Regions from separate parts of the Mus musculus genome. Here all the other regions are linked to region 1. The links are chromatin contacts, called in public HiChIP or PLAC-seq maps. All regions are on one chromosome and are shown on one strand. Each heading gives the region's core, a stretch centred on a gene start, on an enhancer-like site or on the middle of the called end of the contact. The rest is flanking DNA. Distances are from core to core; before and after follow the strand shown. Region 1 holds the start of Dlgap4 (DLG associated protein 4). Region 2 holds the start of Epb41l1 (erythrocyte membrane protein band 4.1 like 1). Region 3 holds the start of Myl9 (myosin, light polypeptide 9, regulatory).

Region 1 (4,745 bases), core at 1,160-3,659:
TGATGTGGGTGGGGACTTGGGGGAGGGGGTATGGGCAGAGGACCCAGTATGCTCAAAGACCCTGAGGCTAAATGCAACCTGAACACAGTCCAGGAACTGAAAGCAGGCCAGGGAGACCAGAGCCAAAGTGAGAGAAGATGGGGAGCAAGATGCAGCTGAGAGGTAGCTGCTGCGGGGAGGGGGCTGGGCTTCAGGCTGGGAACTATGGACCAACTATATGCTTTCCAAAAACAGAAAATCAGAATTAAAATTTTTTCATTCCCATTTCGGAATGTTTAAATGAAAATATACTAAAGTCCACTGGAGTTCGGGAACGCTATTTTTAAAATTTATTTTATTTTATTTTTCAAATCAATGAGTACTCATCAATTACAGTTGTAGGGGAGGGGCGAGACCCTGCTCTCTGCTGGGTAAAGGGCAGCGGACAATATCCCTCAGTGTGTAGGTACGCTGGCATTTATGAAGCCAGATGCCTGTGAGCCACAAAATCCTAACAAGATGCCAGTGGGTGCCCCGATACACTAGATACGTCACTGAGTCCTCTGAAAGCTCCCAAGTACACGTTCCACCCTCAGCCCCTGAGTGCTGCGCAGCCTTCCTTCAAAACAGCAAGTTCGGCTGCCAAGCAGCCGTGCGCCGGCCCGGGGCACAGCCCTCAAACCTGCAGCTCATCTCTGGCTGACACCAGCAGGATAGTCCTGGGTACCGGGTTCTGTAAGTCAGTCATCAGGCCCTGCCTACCCCACACTTTCTCTTGACTCGGGGCCCTGCCCACCTACCTCTCCAGTGCCCAGCCTAGCTCCACCTGGCCTAAATGGACGAGGGCTTCGCGGACACCACTCACAGGCACACCGGGCATTGCCCAGCTTCCGGAGAACCCACACACTCTATCCCACCCCAACCCCAATACAGACACAGGCACACACGCCTGCCCCACGTGCACAGACAGCATCGTCAGAAGCTACTGGGAACATACTCGGAGCTTGTTGAGCAGTCGCTGAAGCCCAGCTGAGGGGGAGGATGGCCCCCCAACCCGAGCCTCGGCTATCAGCCCGGAAGCCAGCTCTGCGGCCCCACCCAGTCCCGCTGTCCTTAACAGTCTGGCTCAGGCCCCTCGGACCACCCTTGGCCCAGGCAGCCCACAGTTTTCTATACCAGAGGAAGGGGAGAGAGGTAGCCACCTGAGGGAAGAATTCCACAGACTCCTCCAACAGGCATTCTGACATGGTCCTGTCTGGTGAAGCCACAGAGGCAGAGGGACCGGACCCTCCCCCACCGCACAGGAGGTGCCAAGAGTAGAGGCGGGGCAGTCCAGCCTCCTTAGGGCTGGGGACTGCAGCCCCCTCCCCCTCTGCATTTTCTACTTCCAAGCAGGTGGAGGTGCTGGGACATTCCCCCCCCCCCCATCAGCACAGTCCTCCAAGCGTAAGGTTCCCCATCCTTTGGGTATCTCCGCCACAACTGGCCTTCACCCACCCACCTACCCACCACCCTTCCCCCATTTCATTTTCCCCCACAACATCAACAGTCGGTGACAGCCCTTTCCGCAACACAGGCAGCATAGAAGAACGCGAGAAAGGAGATGGATGAAGGGCTGGATGGGGAATCCGACAAGGCAAGCTCTGCCCAAGGAGGCCCAGGGACCATCACTTGCCCAGGTAGCACATGTCCCCTCCCAGCAGGCCCTGCACATCTGGACCCAGCTGGCCTCCGCAGCCACCTGGTCTATCCTCCACCCGCTCTGTACGCGAACCCCCGTTCCCGCGGGGCGCCGCACGTGGGGGCCTCCCGTGGCCATGTGAGCGGCCCCCCCACAGCCCAGGTGCCAGGGTCGCTCGGCCCCTCCCGGGCAGACGAGCGCTCCGGGGGCGATGCGGCGCGGGGTCGCCCGCCCCCTCCCCGGATGCCCGGTCCCGGGGAGATCCCGGGAAGGGAGTACGAGCGTGCGGCAGGCTGAAGGCAAGGAAGCCCCGGCCGCCCGGACACGCGGCTGGGAGGGGGCTGCCGCTGCCAGCCGCCTGCGGATGGAGGGCCGGGAACCGCTCCTGCGCCCCGGCCAGGGAAGGGCCGACAGCATCGGAGGGGCCGGCCCGCGTCGGTCCCCAGGCCCGGGCGCCACTGCCCGTCAGAGGATCCGGGAGACCCCGTCGCTGAGCGCATCTGTCCCGGGGTCTGCCCGCGGCTGGGGGCTGCCCCCGATCTAGCCTCGGAGGAGGGTCTTGACGCGTGCCACCCCCGCGCGCTCACCTGCGCCCTGCGCTCGACCGCCTCGGTCCACTCGGCCTCTGCGCTGCGCCCGCTCCGCTCGCTCGCTCGTTCCGCTCGCTCTAAGCTTCGCTCGCCTAGGCCCCGGCCCCGGCCCCGGCCCGCGGGCGCCCCATGCCTCTCCTCCGGCCGGCGCGGCGCCCCAGATGCGGCTGCGGGAGGAGGAGCCGCGCGGCCCCGGCTCCCCGAGAGCGGCGGGGAGGGGGCGGGGGGCGGGGAGACGCGCGCGGGGGAGGGGGCCGCGCGGCTGCGCCCAAAACCAGGCGCGGATCAGGCCGGGGGCCCGGGGCTGCGGGGGACCGCGGGGGCCGCTCGGGGCCCGGCGCGCCACCCCCGCCGCCCGCCCGGGGAAGGGAAGGGGAGGGGAGGGGCACCGCGGCTGCGGACGCTGGGTGTGTAGCGGAAAGAGCGCTTGGGAATCTGCGACCGATCGTCCAGAGAGGGCAGACTACCGGAGCGAGGTTACACAGCGCTGGCCGCGGTGGCGCGCGAACTTGGAAACCTGGGTTATTGAGTGGGTCGGCAGGAAGGTGTTTTGGCTGCGTTCACTGTGGGGTAGGAAAACTGAGGCACGGGAAAGATGCGGCTGGTCTGGGTCTCGCTGCGGGAGTCAGGCTTCTTCTCACCCCTCTTTCTCCCGTTAGGGTTCTTGCCTCTAGGATCGGGTGCCCCCTCCCGGTGACCCGCTTCCTGGAGAACCCTTGTTTTGGGCAGCAGTACCTGGCTGGCTAACGCATCTCTGGAATTCGTGGCCGGGCACCTGTCCTCCCTCTCACGGGGGCTCTGTGATCACGGACCATAGTCCGTGCTTCTCCCTGAGCTCGTTTTTCTACCCGCACAATCGGGACCACATAAGCATCTACCTCCTTAAGAAACCGAAGAGATAAAGAATAGAGGTAAGCTCTTCGTACTGGATCATGGCATTCAATAGGTGTCAAATGGATGTGCCTCCTCCCCTGGCTCCCACACAGCTGTCCCTGGAGAATACTAGGTATGCAACTGAGGCTCCTCCAGGCCTCTTTCTTCTCTTCCACTGCCTGCCCACCCTCCTCACATCTCTACCCCACTATTCTAGTCCTAGCCTCTCCTCTTGCCTGAGCCTGCAATGCCCTCCCACCATCTCTCAGTGACAAACTCCTACTCATCCCTCAAGACCCAGAGCAATTTCATGTACCAGCTTCTCACACTACTGGCCCACCCATGCCTCCCTTCAAAAAAAAAAAAAAAAAAAAAAAAAAAAAACAACCAACCTTCCCTTTCTCCCAGGGTTTGTGCTGTTTGGACTCCCACCAACTACAGCTACTGGCCCAGAGGAGATCTGCCATGACCCATGCTGCAGGAATTGGCTTCCTGGCTAAGATAGGCAGAGGAAAGGTCAGTTTGGAGTCCTAGAGGAGGGTGAAGGGCAGGAGAGGAGGGACTGTAGGTTCAGGCAGCTGTCACTGGAGAGGAACAAGGTCCCTTCCCTTGGGTAGCTAAGAAGACCTCTATGGATTCGGAAGCCTCTGGCAGGGCTGAACAGTGGCCTTGCACTGTGTAGCTGGCTAAAATGAGCAGGTGTCGACCGGCCTCAGAAAAGGGTTTCAGGGCCTTGTTCACCGAGGCTTTACAGCAGCACTGACTATAAGTGAAAAGCTGATCACAGTCTAAACAGCCGTTTGTCTGGAGCCGGGTAAAACAGTGACCACAGAAGGCTGTCCCCATGCCACAAGCCTCAAACATCTGTTAGGACGGGTCACAGAGCCACACTTGGCTTGTGAGGACTCAGAGATGGATTTCATGACTTGTGAGCTTCACCTGAATTCAATATGATCTTTAAAATAATAATAACATTAACAATAATAATAATAATAATATGTAATTGGATTTTTAAAAAAGCAAGTTGCAGCTGGAAGAATCGGACACATAGTTGGAAAACAGACAACATAAGGCTATGCATTATTTGGGGACACTGGCATATGTAATATAAGAATACACACAGGAGTGATGAATAGCAGATTTTGACAAGTAGTGGCCCCGAGGACAGGTGATGGGAGTGTGGTAGAGGCTTCAGTGTCCCTGAAACAGTGTGCAGTCTCAAGTGCCTGTTGTGCTGTTATCTAGACATTTGTAAACCAGATACATTTATATTGTGATAATACTTCTTGTTACAAGTCAGGCAGTGTCTAGGAAGGGAACAGGGAGTGGATGCGATACTGGTTCTTGAGCAGGGTTGTGGCGTGGACAGTGACTGGGAGAGACAGGAAAGGCCAGAGAGGCTGCTGGGGCTGTGCAGGGAAGAGGTGGGAAGGGGAAGACTGGAAAGAGGAGAGAGACTGAGAGAAAGAAACCACAGGCATGCTTGCAGAGGTAGGGGTCACAAGCCCACATGGCCACAGACAGGGCCTGCACAGGGCGTGAGTTCGAGTTACAGGGGTCTGCTACCCTCTGCACCAGCAAACTGTCACCCTAAAAAAGATGTCCCTATGAGGCCATGTCTT
Region 2 (4,745 bases), core at 592-3,091, 190 kb after region 1:
AGGGAGAGAGATAAGAATCCCAGCTTCCCCTGCCTCGGCGGCCTCTGCCAGAAAAGCAGCTGGGGAGTTGCAGAAATCTGCCTTGGGGGGCGCCCCTCCCACTCCTGCACTGTCCACTCCCGTTTACACTCCCTGCACTCTCCCTCTCCACTCCAAAGCCCGCACCCTTATCCTTGTACACAAGCCAACCAGCAAGGAGTGAAGTTAGAGAGAAGAGCCAGGAGAAGGAAGGCTGGGCTTGCACGTCCTCCTTCCTTCCCTCTGTAAGATTCTCAGCCTCTCTAGATCCTTGTCAAACCTAGTCTACCTACATTTCAGTACCAGTATCTGAACCCGGCAGACAGTGACTAAATCCGCAAACTTCCCTGTAATCTTGTTTTTCAAATATAGGGGGCTTTCTATTCTGTTCCAGTTAGCAGCAAAATGGCACTTCTCTTACTGTCCCCATCCTGGCTCGCCAATACACAAACAGCTTACACACTCATAAAAAAAAAAAACAAACCAGATATACCAGAACTTATCAAAACAAATGCACATATACATCCAGAGATATTTTGTTTATTCTTCATCAGTAAAATGTACAAATGCACCTAAATGCACAAGAAATATACAGGGAGAATGCACACACTCACCCAGACTAGACATGCATGCAGTGCCCAAAACATGGGGGAAGAGATACAGAAACACATCTCTCTCAAAGTATGAAGACCTTCTGAGAGGGGATTCCTTGGAGTGGGGCGCTGGCCATTTAAGATAGTGATCAGTTTTACTAGTCTTTGTAGGGTACCTAGGCTGCTGCCCTTCCGAACAGTGTCCAGGGTGAGGGTGGAGGGTACCTAACCAGGCTGGGCTGTAGCTGGCCAGGGTGATGGTCGTTACACAGCAAGGAAACATATCACAGAACCCCGCTGAGGGGCCTCTGTTGCTTCTACCCACACCCATGCCTGCGCACAGACACACCCTCTTCACACCTAATCCCCCACCCCACCCCTCACAAACACACACCCGGGATTTGAGCAGGCCACGCCCTCTGCTTCAGCTCAGCTGGGAGCCAGGCTCCACTGGCAGTAGGGCTCTCCCGTACCCCGGGTGTGGCTGCCCACCTGCCAGCAGGGAGTCTCCACTCAGCTAAGACGCCCCCGCCGCTGCTGCTACCCACTTCCTCGGCCAGTGCCGGGCTCCGGGCGACGCCAGCGCCTCGGCTGCCGCCCCCACCCCCTTCCTCCCGGCAGTGCGGAGACAAAGCCGAGCACACGCACACAGGGGCTACGCGGGTGCACACCCGCCCTCACACGCGCACACACACGGGGAGTCACACTGGCGTGCACACAGCGAAACACACACACACGAACACTCACATACACCCGCCATAGGCTTCAGCCACAAGCGAAGCCATCATCAGCATAGGCACACTGCCTCATCCAGATGTACACACTGTTACACATTGGGACACACCCTCTCTAGGCACATCTCCGGATAAGCAAACCAGGGCACACAGACCCTTACCAGATTAGTACACCACCCAGCCCCTTACTCAGATGCACACGCACGTACACACCACTTGCACCGACCCACAGACACACGCGCGTTCACATTAAACGCACACCCGGAGATGTGGACCCCGACACGTACCCGCAAAGACACGAATCGTAGCTTCGGCCACGCACGTCCTCCAGCACGCGAGCTCGGGACGTAGCAACAGCCTGCTCGGTCTCCGCGCCCTGCTAACCTGGCGGCGGCGGCGCGGCTTCCGGGAGCCGTCTGTCTGTCTGTCTCTGAGTCCCTTCGTCCAGTGGCCGCCCAGGCAGGCTCCAAGACGCTCCGGAGCTGCGCAGAAATGCCCCGCTCGCTCTCTCGCTCGCTCGCTCGTTCGCTCCCTCCCACGGCGCTCAGCCCCCTCCCCGCCCGCTCCGCACACCCCCTCTCCCCCTCTGCCCCGCCCCGCCAGCTCCCTGGGAGGAGGCGGCGGCGATCCGGGCCAGGCAGCGTCCGAAGGGTGTGCGAGTAGCGAGCGCGACCCACTGGCCCCAAGAGCCGAGCTGCCCAGGAGCAGGCGCGTCCGATCCCAGGGAGGGGAACTCGGAGGGGTGTGCGCCCCGCGAGCCCGCGCCGCTGGCTTCCCCCACGTGGGACAGACGCCCACCAGAGCCTAGGCAGAGCTCAGAGGCCGAGGCGAGCAGCGGGACCACGAAGACGAGACTCTCCACGGAGCCTCCTCTCCCTCCAGGTCCCAGCCCCGTGGGCTCGGCCTTACTCCACCTCCTAGAGAGTCGCCACCGGCACCAAGTCTGCTTCACCTCGCCTTTGACTGAGAGCTTGGCGTTCAGGCCGGTAGCCTGGGCTAACCTGGGGGACCAGCAGCACCACTGGCCTCCACTCCCTCCAGCAGGGACCTGGCCGACGCCCACTACCCTTCAGCCTCCCTCCTATTGTTCGGGCGGCCTAAGCTGCGGAGCTGTGGAGGACCACGCAGCTCTTTCCAACCAGTCTGAGGTGGCAGTCCTTTGGCACTCTTTGGAAGCAAGGGCCGAGCCCCTGGTCCCAAGACCCTGGGGACCCACAGGCCCAAGCATGCCCAAAGTCAAGCGTTTCTCTGAATTATGATTATATCCGCCCTGGACCTTACAGGCTCCTGCCGGAAGGTACTGCTTTGAACACACACGTAAAGCTAAGCATAGGAAAAGGACAAAGTAACGAAAACAGTGAACCTAGAATAGTATCCATAGAAGGTAGGGCGTCTATGGGGTTAGCTGAAGAAACTGAGCTTGGGTTCCCAGAGCAAGGGCCAGACCTCAGAAGGCCAGGAATACCAAGCCTCCTTTGTTAGACTTTGAAGGGAAGAAAAGGAAGAAGTAAATGTAAGAACTTACCGGGTTTTATTAGAGGCCTCTGCATGGGTAACAACCTAGGCAAATGACTCCAAAATGTAAACACCTTCACCTCTTGTGACCTTACCTTATCTTAAGTGGTAGCTGGGATCCACCTGAGTCTGCCCCAGGTAGCACAGAATCAAAGGCTAGGCCAGTAATTCTGGTTCTTCACTGCGGTCCCATCTCCTCCTCCCCACCCCCACCACTCTGCTACAGGATGCTAAGAGCAGATTGGAATCAAACAGCTGAATAGATAAATCCAGAAGGGGAGGCCTGGTTTGGACCTCCAGGGACATTGATAAACTGAGAGGACAAAACTAAGGAAACCAAGGCCCTACCTAAGACAGGACTCAGCAGTGCTCACTCAGCCGCTCCACTGCATGGAAGAAATACTTCCATGTCTCATTTCATCTGTACAGTTGCAACAGACGGTAGCCGTGAGCACAAAGTCACTAAGGAGCTTGGAAAGGGGCAGAGGCAGGATCCTGGACGTTGATTTTGAACTCCCATATTTAGCCATCAGGCCAGCCCTGAATGTGAGGTGGCAGTAATTGACCTACTCCAGTCAGCACCCACCATGACAGGATTCTGTTTATGGGTGTTTTCTGTCTCCATGTAGTTTCCTGATACCAAGCACAGACCCTGATTCGGAGACCTAATTTGTTAAACAACTATCTCATGGCATGGGCATGGCTCCGATGCCCTCTGCTCTGGGGCGAGGGACTGTTATCACTGGTTTTAGATGAAGCGGAGGAAATCTGAACTGCTAATCAGATCTGCTGCTGTCAGGAGGAGATAGAGACAGAGAGGAAGAGACAGCGAGAGACAGAGGGGCAGAGAGAACACTGTGGAAACCAGAATAAGTTTCCAGAAGATCTCGACAGGCTTGAAGACTGAGCTGGAACTTACAGAAGGAGCTGCCGTGCAGAATAAGTGTAAGGTATGATCCGGCGAGAAATTTCTATGATCCTACTGTCTGCAGCCACCGGCTACCTGTGGCTACTGCGCAGTTAGGATGTGACCGGTGCACTGAGAAACTTCACACCTAATTTTATGTTCTTTACAGTTAACAGTCACGTGGGGGGCTGGTAACAAGAGTGAGTGTCTCCTTGATATCATCATGCTCAAAACGTGGTCTAGAAGAATCTAGATTAAGAGCAGTTTCCATGAAAATAGATTCAAGATTTTTACTTGACCTTGAGCTCAATAATGCAATGTGGTGTGGCAAGAGGGTGAATACATTCTGTCAACCAAAACTAGAGCTGCAAGCAGCTTCTCCGGTTGCCCTAGAGAGATCCCAGCTGGACCACAGGACTCAACTCTAGACCCCACGTCTGAGAGAGACACTCACACTGAAGCATATCTGAAGGAGGGGACCAGAATGCTGAGGACTTGAGCATCACGTGACATGTGTAAGTGGTCTGGAGAAGGGTGTGGTGGCTGTCTCCAGCCATCTGCAGGCTGTCACCCAAAAAGGAAATGTGATCTGTTCCCTATTACTGTATTTATGTCTACTAAGCAAGACAACATCATCTGTGTGCGTGAACCCTTAGGTCTCCTCTGAAGGATCCACGTGGAACAGATCTGCTGGTTCCCCTCAGCCCCTAGTCCACCCAAGACCTGGCTCATATGAAACATGATTATAGATTCTATGGTAGAATGAATTTGAAGGAATTACATTTAACTCCAGTTGGGTAGACCTTCAGGAGAATGAGTCCATAAAGAACTCTCTAGAGCTGGGGGTGTAGCTCAGTGGGTAGAACACTTGTCTTGCGTGGAGGGAAGCCTTCAGTTCCATTCTCCAGCAGTGAGAAGAGAGAAAAGAAAAACAAATAAGCAAAAACCTTCTCTAATGTTTGGAGTTGCCCCAAATCA
Region 3 (4,745 bases), core at 1,334-3,833, 160 kb before region 1:
TGCACCCCTCCCCCATCCCTCTCACTCTATGTCCCTGCACCCCTCCCCCATCCCTCCCCATCCCTCTCACTCCATGCCCCTTCACCCCTCCCCCATCCCTCCCCATCCCTCTCACTCCATGCCCCTTCACCCCTCCCCCATCCCTCCCCACCCCTCTCACTCCATGCCCCTGCACCCCCTATCTCCCCCATCTTCTGCACAGTCTGTGGAACACAGCTGCTCTCCTCAGGGAGCCTGACTGGTCCCTTGTGGTTTCATCCTGTGCCCTCTGTCACTTCCTGTACATCGAAGCTCCCTCAAGTTGAAACTACAGTCCATTTAGACCTGGTGTTTTGGCTTCGGCCGGTCTCTCCCATCCCATTCAAACTCAGACCTTCAGTCGCCTCCTTAAAACCCCTCTCCACATCCCGAGAGTAAACCTCGATGCCCCAGCCTGGCATGAAAGGACCCAGTGTGCTCTCCCAGCTCCTGACTGATCCACTTTGTCTCCTCCTTGACCTCTAGCATTCCACAGCTGTTCCAGGACTTCCTTCCAGCCCCCCCCTTCTGTAGCTGTCCTCAGGCTGAGCTCTAGAGTCCCAGGGGTGCTGTTCTCCACCCTTATCTTGATAACAAACACTTGCGGACTCCCTCATCCTTCACCACTAGGGCAGCCCACAGCAGCAGGCTAGTAGAGGATTCTTCAGTGAAAGGTTTATGAGCTCCACTGTACAGATGGGAAAACTGAGGCCAGGGAAAGAATTCAACCTGATCCCATCATAACTTGTGGGGAAATACATCTCAAAACTTCTGTCTGCTTCCCCTCAGCTAGTCCAGGCCCCAGCACGTCTTCTTCTCTGCCCTGTGCTCTGTAGACCTTGGCCCAGGGCCTATGTCCTTCCTCCTCTATCCCTGCCTCTAATACCCTCTGGGCTGGGGTCATGGTCAGCTCCAGCAAGTCCCAGGGCCACATCTACCTGCAGTCTTGAGACTCTAGCTGTATAAAACCCAGTGAGCCCCACAGCATGCACCAGGCTTTGGGGTTCCTTTGTGTAGTGCTGGGTGGGAATTGGTAAGAACCGGGGGCAGAAATGTTGTCCCTGGAAGCTGTCCCCCATCTCCTGTGGCCCAGGCTGAGATGGCCATCAGCTAGCTTTCTTCCTTTTCCTTTCTTTCTTTCTTTCTTTCTTTCTTTCTTTCTTTCTTTCTTTCTTTCTTTCTTTTCTTTCTTCCTTCCTTCCTTCCTTCCTTCCTTCCTTCCTTCCTTCCTTTCTTTCTTTCTTTCTTTCTTTCTTTCTTTCTTTCCTGTCTGTCTGTCTGTCTGTCTGTTTTGTTTTGTTTTTCTTGTTTTTTCGAGACAGGGTTTCTCTGTATAGCCCTGGCTGTCCTGGAGCTCACTTTGTAGACCAGGCTGGCCTCGAACTCAGAAATCCACCTGCCTCTGCCTCCTGAGTGCTGGGATTAAAGGCGTGCGCCACCATACCCGGCTCTGTTTTGGTTTTTTGAGTCAGGGTTTCTCTGTGTAGCCCTGGTTGTCCTGGAACTCACTCTGTAGACCAGGCTAGCCTCGAACTCAGAAATCCACCTGCCTCTGCCTCCCAAGTGCTGGGATTAAAGGCGTGCACCATCACTGCCCGGTTTGGCCATCAGCTTTCTTAGCCCATCCTGTCTGCAGACCTCTAGGGCAGGCCCAGCTAGGCTCCCCTAGTGTATCCCTGCCCTCTCTACATCCCTGAGAGGCATCCCCCCCACACACACACACACAAAGGGAAGTGAATACCTGTGAGAGGGTTGGGAGCCAGGACACCACGCTAGGCTGGGGCCAGTGGGTGGCAGGTTTGGCTCTTGAAGGGCCAGGCACTTTCTAGACTTGGTTGAGTGACTTAAATTAGGAATAAGCTGTGTCCTTAACTCTGAAGCCATATGCTCCCCTCTCTGGGGTCCTAGACACCAAGGATCAGACAGCTGGAACTTGGCGCGGTCATGGCTAGACCATCCCTCCCTCCTCATTACTAGTCTCCATAGCTGGCTGTGCCAGATACCCTGCTTTCCAACCGGCTCATCAAGCAACCAGGGCGGCTGGAGGGTTGTGAAGAAGCCAAGACCCCCTCATCCCACCGTTCTCTAGTGCACACAGCACTGGAGATAAGGAAGGCATGAGGTGGTTACCATCCCTCCTGGGGTAGGGTTTGCAAAACTGGGTGTGAGCGCTGTGCTTCCGTAGGGCTCAATTTCCTCTGCCACACACAGTTTCTTGGGTCAGGGATGCCCTCAACCCCCTCACTGGCATCTCTACAGGCAGGTAGCCTGGAGTTTCCAGGCTTGGTGTGTTAGGCTCTTTAGCAAAAGGACACTCTGGATCCTTGTTTCCTTGCCCAAAGACCAGTTTTCCGGGGCGCAGAACCACCAGTTGCTCAGTCCCAGGCCAGGGTCCCCTTTAGGACCCAAGCAAGGCAGTAGCCCCAGCCCACACCACTAAGCATGCCACAGCCCTCAGAAGGCCGGGTGAGGTTCAGCCTGACCACCTACTGTAGCTGCCCGGGTGCTGAGTGGGCTCCCACCTGCTGCAGAGAAGAAAAGTCCTCGGCGCTGTTGCGGTGCTTCGAGAGTTGGCTGGCAGCAGCTCCGACCGATGCTCGATGCTCGGAGCTCTGGGGGCGGAGCCGGGGCTGGAGGGTCCGCAGGCCGCCCGGCCTTACAAGGCAGAAGAATGCGCGGGGGTGGGGTGGGGGCGGGGCTGAGGCAGCCAGCCCGGCCTTATTAGGCCTCTGCTTGCAGGCTGAGAAGCTGGGGTGCCCCTGGAATAGCCCCCCTCGACGCAGCCTTTCTCTGGGTCGGCCCAGGCTGGGGCATGGAAGCAGATTGAGGTGTCAAGACTGGCAAGAAGGGCGGAGCCTTCAGCGTTTCCCAGCTCTCCGACCCCCTCTTGTCCCAGAGGCCCCTGCTGTGTCTGGTGGAAGGCTGGCTTTCACCCGGCCAAGTATGGTCCTTTTTTTTCAGGGAGACTCAATCCTCACAACAGCGGCCATCACTCTTTCCCTAGGGCTTTCTGGCATTCAGTTACTTTGTAAATAGCTGCCTGGCTCCGCAATGGGGCAGGCAACTGATCCATCTGCCTAGGGAGCCCTGGGAGCCTGAAACCGCCTACATCCCGGGACAGTTCTGAGCTCGGCTGAAAAGGAGTTAAGGGTGATGCTGGGAAATGGAGCCAGATTGAGAGGAGATGGAGCCAGATGCGGTGGTTCATGCCAGTAATCTCGGCATTTGAGAAGCTGAGGCAGCAGGATTGCCAACATCGAGTATAGTGTAGGTTCCAGGTCAGTCTGAGCTATGGAGCAAGGTTGTCTAAATAAATAGAAGGTAACAGTTTTTATCTGTCCTGGCAACATTAGAGGTAACAGTTGAAACACTTCCGGAACTAGAATTTGGGGAGTAGTTTAGCTTAGCGTAGAGGTCAGAAGTCACAAAGGAAAAGTAATGGATGTCAGTGCAGGAGATTTAGAGAGCGTATGGCACGCTCAAGGACAGGAGAGCAGACAGTAAGTGGGGGAGATGCTGGTTGGGCTTATGGGGCAGTGGGAAACTGGGCGACAAGGGGAGGGGTTCTGGAAACACTTCAGTGCTTCAGCCAATAGGACTTGAAAACGGACCAGACTGGAATGAGAAGAAAGTTGGCTCCAAGAATTCAATTCTTTTAAAAATTCTATTTATTCGTGATGAGAGTTGGTGTGGAAGTCAGTGGACTGTTGCAGGCCTGCCTGGCCACATACGAACAGCAAGTGCCATTACCAAGGAGCCTCTCTCACGCCCCAGCTCAGGATTTCAGTGGGGCAGCTGGAGAGAGTGCTGCCATTTTCTTAGTTGGGCAGCGTGGGCGTAGGCGGAGCAGATTTGGGAGAGATCCATTTTGTCTTGGATTTATTCATTTTTGGAAACTTTCTTTTGAGATAATTTCAAGCATACTAAGGTTCTAAGACTCGTATAGAAAACTGACTTCCTTGAGAGTCTCCAGTTGACCTTTGGCTCCTCACTCTTCCCTGTGGGAATATGCACATTGCCCAACACTTGATAGTGAATAAGATTTTAGTATATCCTAAAAGGAGGACTCTTTTACATATTGATAGTATATTATCAAAATCATAAGATTTAACATTGATTTAGGCTTTTAATTTATGACCTATATTCCAATTGTGCCAGATGTCTCAGTAATATCCTGTATGGAAATTTGTTCTGGTCCAGGTTGTGTGTGATGGGTGAGGTGCAGGTGCCATGGGCATCATTCTATGGAGCTTGAAGATGATGTCATGTAGCTGGAGGGTGATGTCATGGAGCTGGAGAATGTTGCCATGGAGCTGGAAGATGTTGTCATGGAGCTGGTTGTGGTGGATTGAATATGCTTGCTCAGGGAGTAGCACTATTAGGAGGTGTGGTCTTGTTGGAGTAGGTGTGGCCTTGTTAGAGGAAGTGTGTCACTGTGGGGGTGGGTTTTGAGACCCTCATCCTAGCTGCCTGGAAGCCAGTCTTCTGTCTGCCTTTGGATGAAGTTGTAGAACTCTCAATTCTTCCAGCACCATGGCTGCTTCCTGTCATGATGATAAAGGACTGAACCTCAGAACCAGTAAGCCAGGGCCAATGAAATGTTATCCTTTAGCAGAGCAGTAGTGGCACACGCCTTTAATCCCAGCACTCGGGAGGCAGAGGCAGGTAAATTTCTTTTTTTTTCTTTCTTTATTTTTATTTTTATTTTTATTTTTGCAGGTGGATTT

Evidence for each region. HiChIP or PLAC-seq counts read pairs in DNA pulled down with a chosen protein or histone mark.
Region 2: an H3K4me3 HiChIP or PLAC-seq map of embryonic stem cells shows a contact between it and region 1, with 17 read pairs. The contact joins the promoter of Epb41l1 here to the promoter of Dlgap4 in region 1. A contact is called at or near these places in 8 of 39 promoter capture datasets (the HPC-7 cell line, HPC-7-derived erythroid cells, cranial neural crest and 4 more), 2 of 484 Hi-C or Micro-C datasets (both in embryonic stem cells) and 1 of 115 datasets of contacts at active chromatin or transcription factors (embryonic stem cells).
Region 3: an H3K4me3 HiChIP or PLAC-seq map of embryonic stem cells shows a contact between it and region 1, with 15 read pairs. The contact joins the promoter of Myl9 here to the promoter of Dlgap4 in region 1. A contact is called at or near these places in 3 of 39 promoter capture datasets (hippocampal neurons, neural stem cells and stem cell-derived epiblast-like cells), 2 of 484 Hi-C or Micro-C datasets (bone marrow-derived macrophages and cerebral cortex), 4 of 115 datasets of contacts at active chromatin or transcription factors (all in embryonic stem cells) and 3 of 9 other capture datasets (adipose tissue, liver and pancreatic islet).

Annotation. Positions count from the first base shown.
Region 1 is chr2:156,611,361-156,616,105 of GRCm38.p6, reverse strand. Dlgap4 (DLG associated protein 4) reads right to left here and starts at 2,409. Exons shown (of 13, transcript NM_146128.6): 1 at 2,248-2,409. Gm14169 (predicted gene 14169) reads left to right here and starts at 2,684. Exons shown (of 4, transcript NR_040372.1): 1 at 2,684-2,820; 2 at 2,910-3,161; 3 at 3,532-3,639.
Region 2 is chr2:156,418,187-156,422,931 of GRCm38.p6, reverse strand. It overlaps Epb41l1 (erythrocyte membrane protein band 4.1 like 1), which reads right to left and starts at 1,841. Exons shown (of 25, transcript NM_001368800.1): 1 at 1,633-1,841.
Region 3 is chr2:156,773,302-156,778,046 of GRCm38.p6, reverse strand. Myl9 (myosin, light polypeptide 9, regulatory) reads right to left here and starts at 2,583. Exons shown (of 4, transcript NM_172118.1): 1 at 2,541-2,583.